2 separate regions of the Rattus norvegicus genome follow, and region 1 is linked to region 2. A link is a contact called in public Hi-C data. All regions are on one chromosome and are shown on one strand. The core of a region is the stretch at or near the end of the contact, and the rest is flanking DNA. Distances in the headings are between cores, read along the strand shown. Region 1 holds the start of Lysmd3 (LysM domain containing 3). Region 2 holds the start of Arrdc3 (arrestin domain containing 3).

What was found. Hi-C and Micro-C count contacts between places; a contact is called where the count stands out from the background.
Region 1: a Hi-C map of liver shows a contact between it and region 2, with 3 times the contacts expected there. The contact joins the promoter of Lysmd3 here to the promoter of Arrdc3 in region 2. A contact is called at or near these places in 2 of 12 Hi-C or Micro-C datasets (liver and mammary epithelial cells).

The regions. Positions count from the first base shown.
Region 1 is chr2:13,668,099-13,670,821 of GRCr8, reverse strand. Lysmd3 (LysM domain containing 3) reads right to left here and starts at 1,357. Exons shown (of 3, transcript NM_001009698.1): 1 at 1,186-1,357.
Region 2 is chr2:12,871,716-12,874,532 of GRCr8, reverse strand. Arrdc3 (arrestin domain containing 3) reads right to left here and starts at 1,331. Exons shown (of 8, transcript NM_001007797.2): 1 at 816-1,331. The coding sequence starts at 1,095. It overlaps LOC120100652 (a long non-coding RNA gene), which reads left to right. Exons shown (of 2, transcript XR_005500449.2): 2 at 1-855.

The sequences.
Region 1 (2,723 bases), core at 108-2,607, 800 kb before region 2:
ATCCGTTTAGTCATACCTGTTTCCTACATACCTGTTTCCACTTTGTTACCTAGGTCTTTTCTAAAAACAAAACAAAACAGCAAAACAAAGAACCCCACATCTTCAATGGAGAGGGTATCTGTCAGTGTTGTGGAACCAGTAGCAAGCTGCATAAATACACGTACAGCCTCTGCAAGTATCCGTTTCGGATCCTCACAAGCCGTCCATGAGCAGAAAGGATTCCATAGAAAGCAATGCATATAGGGGGTTATGTTGCCTTACGTATGCTGTCCCTCTAAAGCGCTCTCCCTTGCATTCTTAGTACAGGTATCTGAAATTTACTCAAGAATACCTAGAAGCTATTGGAAACACTATTTATATACCAGTCTTTTCGTCGCCAGAGTCTTAACTAGGAATCCAGACATTTTCCTGCATCTCATTCTATTCCTCTAAAACGAAAGAAAAGCAGAATAAACAATCTGGACACTCATGTTTGACTCACTAAGAATTGGCTGTGTTCATCTGTAATCCAAGTGCCAAGCTACACTTTGGCCCAGGCAGGTACTGACATGTACAAACTACCACAGATTAGAGTACACAATATACCAGTCACCAGCCTCAATTCTCTTTTCCTCCCTGAATTCTCTCTGGGATCTATGGCTTCAGAAAACTAGAACATGTTGCATACAGCACCGCTGACAAATGTCCTGAAAGTGCTCATCGATGGATACAGTGAGTGTGTTTTCATCCACCCGGTCTAGACCGGAAAGTAACTCCCTAAACCCTTAGGTGCTACATAGTAATTGCTGCTGGGTATTTGGTCTTGACCTTAGGCAGGGAGTTAACAGAAGACTCACAGGGCACAAGCCAGTTCAGCACTTAGGACAGAATTACCCCGATCCAATTCACCAGGGTCAATTTTAAACCAAAGCATCAACGAAACTTCCTCCTTGTTCTACTCCACTCGCTTTTATTTTTATTTTCATTTTTCCTTTTCCTCCGGACGTCCCCCGCAAAAATTACATCTCTGTTTTATAAGTTGCAGCATCAGATGGGGACGCTTCGGAGCAGATGCTACGGGGACAGAGTGGCCCGGAAAGAGCTGCCCAGAACCGGGAGGTTAGAGTCCTCCCCGAACCAGGGACGGCGCCCCACGGTGACCCCCGTTCGACGTCGTGCCCCGCCCCGCCCCCCAGCCACTGTCACCTGTCTTCTAGCAGGGGCGCGGCGACACGGTTATGTACGCCACCACAGCCGCGGCCCCGGGGAAGTTCATGACCGACTCCCGGTCCTCGGATGTCTGGGTCCGCTTCTGCCACTGTCGCCGCCTTCGCCGCTGTCGCCGCCGTCCCCGCCTTCCGCACCGACAGCCGCCGCCACGTCCGCAAACCTGCGGTGCGTCATCGCGTAGAGTAGGCGGAGGTGCGAGGGCGCGGGCAGGGGCGGGGAACCCAGAATCTGGCGGCCAACCGCAGGCCCACGCCAGCACGCAGGCGCACCGATGCGACGGGGGCGGGACCTTTAGTCAGCCCTGCCTCTAGCCCCGCCCCCTCCGGGGCAGCCGAGCCGAGTTGGACCGCTGCTGATTGTGCAAGGGGGCTAAGAAACGTACGGAGCGGAGGACATGCATGGGGAGGAGCCAATGGAGGGCCGCTGTGCATTTCTTCATGCCCCGTGTCTGTAATTTTCATCTTGGTGGGGCAGAGGAAAGCAAAAGCACTGGGTTTACGTCTGTGCTTTAGGAAATCAAACTGTGAGCCCTAGAGCAGCATGAAGGCAGACCTTGGGTCCTTACGTGAGCAGAGTGAGTCACTTAAAGCCAAGCCAGGGAAGGGTTTGTCCTAGAGCTGCACACCAAAGGCAACAAGGTTACCAACGACTTGTAACCTAGTTGGATTTGAAAATCAACAGGACGTCTTTGGTAGTTAGTGTTGCACTATCTGATGTCAGTGAAATAAATACCTCATGTCTTCCGACTTAATTTATATTAGAAATTTGCTGAAGGGGTAGGGTATTTATGCAAATGATGTATGGCATTTTAACAGTGCGCCTGGTGATTTGTGTTGACTAGGGACACTACACTTGACTAAATGCTTACCCATTTAAGTCAACACTGCTTGAACTCCGGATGTTCCGCACTTTACTGGAACGCTGTTCCAAACCTTTTCCAATGGGTTTTGTTTGTTTGTTTGTTTTGTTGGTTCCTTGGTCGGTTCGTTCTGGAAAGTACGTCTACCAGGACTGGGGTTTTTACTTACATTGCAATAGGTGCCTGTGTGAAAGGCTAGGCACTGTGCTGGACAATGCTGTAAACTCCAGGCAAAGACAACTGGGAAAAAAGTTTGCCCAAGCTGTTCTGTGCACTCTTGCCCCTATGACACCGCTGTCCGTAACCATTTATCACGGAGACATTTTCTCATCGGGAGACAAAGGATATATTCCGTCCTTGACGTGTAGGGCTTCACCTCTTCAGTTCTCATGAATGTTAATGGGATGCAACTTTCTTTTTGCAAGTGGGTTACTTTTCTTATTTTAATGTCAATAGGCCATGGACTCCTTGGGAGACTCTGGGGAATAGAATGAATTCCAAGCATTTCTTCAGGGCTGCTACCTGTTTGCTTTAAAGAAACATTCTACATGATATCTGCAAAGCTTTTGAATGATTATTTATATCTTACTAAAATCGTGTATTTTATTTGTTTACAATGAGGCCACGATATGTGCATATTTTATTATTAAACTAT
Region 2 (2,817 bases), core at 82-2,581:
GCCTATATTTCCACATTGTAGCCACTTAAACAACAGATCGCAAATCTTAGGACCTCTTGTCCCTTTGACAATGCCTTAATCTTCATCTTGTACCCAAAAACCAAATCCGATGTGCCATATACTTTTCAATTCCATCTGTCTGCCATGGGTTTCATTGAATCCACGTTCCAAAGTTAGACATGATGCTCCGAGAAGAAAAGTACTGACCCGGAATGGCTTCTAAACTGACTTAATAGTTTGCATAATGATAGATATTATCCTTTAAAATAAATGGTGCTTGATGTACATTTTAAAAGGAATTGGGAGAAATGGGAAAACACGTGGGGGTGTTGATGCCATATGTCAAAATAAGCCAGGGAAACCCTTTATCAAAGAACAATAATCAAGTCTTTAAAGTCGTTTGCACGTTAATATCAAAAGCAGATACATCTAGCAACCTTCTTAAAATGTCACTACAGTTCTTTATTGGTGCTCCTTCCTGTATCTAAGATTGTAAAATAAAAGGAGAAATCCAACATTGGACTGCAGTCTTTGCAAATGAATTTGAAAATATCAGTAAAACGACGGAGTCACATTTGAACACGTTATAAGGTGCGTATGGCAGATATGAAGCCGGTTACAGATGAAGTTAAGTGCAGTTTGCACTCACTTTGCAGACGCCTGCATGGATTACAGCTTAACACGCTTGGACGTCAAGGAGAAACTACATCTTCTAAGTTTGCTACCTTCATCAAACTGCCGACTAGAACTGCATTAAAGGAGATTAAAGTTCTCATGCACAGAAGTAGAATGTAGTGACTAATATAAAAACTTACCTCTTTCGTGCCCAATTAAGATGTCTTTATGGTTGAAATATTCTACTTCTTCAGTGTAATTCTGTGTATAGGCAGTATTGGAGCCGGCGTTTCTTGATTCAGTCCAGCGTACTTTCGCATGTCCTCTTGCATGAATTTTAAGAGATTTTACTCTGATTTCCCCAGTAACTTCTAAATTTACCCTTCCTGAGACAGTGTCCCCGCTAGAATACACGGGGACATTACTGTCATTAAGACAGTCAAAGCTTATTGTCAAACTCTTTACCTTTCCCAGCACCATGATTATAACAAAATCTATAAAAATATAATAAGACCAAAAAAAGTCAAGATCGCATATAAGATGTGATCTTCACTTAACACTGATCGGTGTCTTTGCCGTGCAAAAGAAAAAAAAATCTTGCAGGCAGGATCAGTGATTGTCTACAAATAGTTCATTGAGATTTCTTAAAAAGTCAGGGCAGCAGAGAAGCCGCTGCTCCACGCTCCTGCTCGTCTCAGTGGTCTCCTTACAAAGACGGGCGGCTGGAGGCTGCCAGCTCACTTTAAGAGCAGCTTTGTGAAAAACAACCCCAGTGCGCAGGCGCAGGCCGCGACTGCAGCCAGCCTCCCTGCGCGTTCCCTCCCGCGAGGCGCGCGCCTCCCTCTCGTCGCGCGCTCCCGGTACAGTAGGTGTGGAGCCGGCGTCCCTGACTTCGGTGCATGGGCCGCAGCGATTGGCCGGCGGGCACTCCGCGCGGCTGCAGCGCCGGCCCCGCACGCGCTCCGCGAGCTAGGTAGAGGGGCCCGGCGGCGCCAGGCCAGGGTGTGCGCCCGTACCGCGGACCCGCAGGACGTGCGAGCCGTGGGGGAAGGGGAGAAACCGGTTGGGCAAGCCGCTGGTGGCCCCAGTCTAAGCTAATGAATTTCAAAAGAAAATGTAATAAAAAGCAGACAAATATTGTTCATACTAGAAAGCATTGTTGACTTGGATAGAAACAACAAAAGCAAGCAGGACTTTGTAGACAGGGTGGCAATGGACTAAGCCAAGGCCTTAGGAGCCAAAGAACAATGCTCCAGGCAGCTCTTGTCTTCAGCTGCCTTCCCAGACTCCTACAGCTTCAAACTCGACCAAGTTGTCTGTGTAGTGTGTAGGCCCGACCACTTCCTCGACGGGAGAAAAAGTCCTTTTTCAAGACACCACCTACTGCTCCATTGCAGAGAATGACGCGATTACAACTTCTGTATCCTCAGGAATAAGAATAGAGCTCACACCCCTAATTACCACCTCATAAGAGACAGTTTGAACATAGTCATTTAGCTGACACTGTTTACAACAGACTGAAAAGTCTTAGCTAGAAAAGCATATACGGTGGTTTTTGGTTTTTAAGTATGATTTGTTACATAAATGAGGCTTAATTTTTAAGCCTTACTTTTACTTCAACATGCTAATTGCCGTGCTACATCTTTAAATACAGGCACATTTCTCCTTTTTTCAATGCCTTGAGTAAAAAAATGCAGTTCTAAACATCACCAGGATTTAGAGGGTAATGGCATAGACTAAGATCATTAACAGTCAACATAACCTCATAACATGGCTATATTATGAAATCCTGTTTTATGCATAGCCAAAATCGGACGAGGTTGTCTATAGTTAAACATCAGATCCTTTTTGCATGGTAAATCCGGATAGGGCGAATCACAACAAACGAACTATTTTGCTGTTTTCTTTATTTTAAAAAAATCTACATTTTTATTTAATTACATTTTATTTGACTTGACATGTGAGCTAAAAAAATCTAGAATATAACTATGTCAAGAATAATTACTGGGCAAGCCGTTTGTCTGAAGAGTTTGGCTTGTTAAGCATAAAATTACACATTTGTGTATTTTAAGGCGGGGGGGGGGGGGGGGTAACTTTCTTCTCTCGGTTGACACCTGGTGGATAATGTAAGTAAAGTGCCTAACCCTTGGGCTAAGGGTTGGTAACAAATACTACTGGTGTTTTTCTCCCCCTAGTGGAACA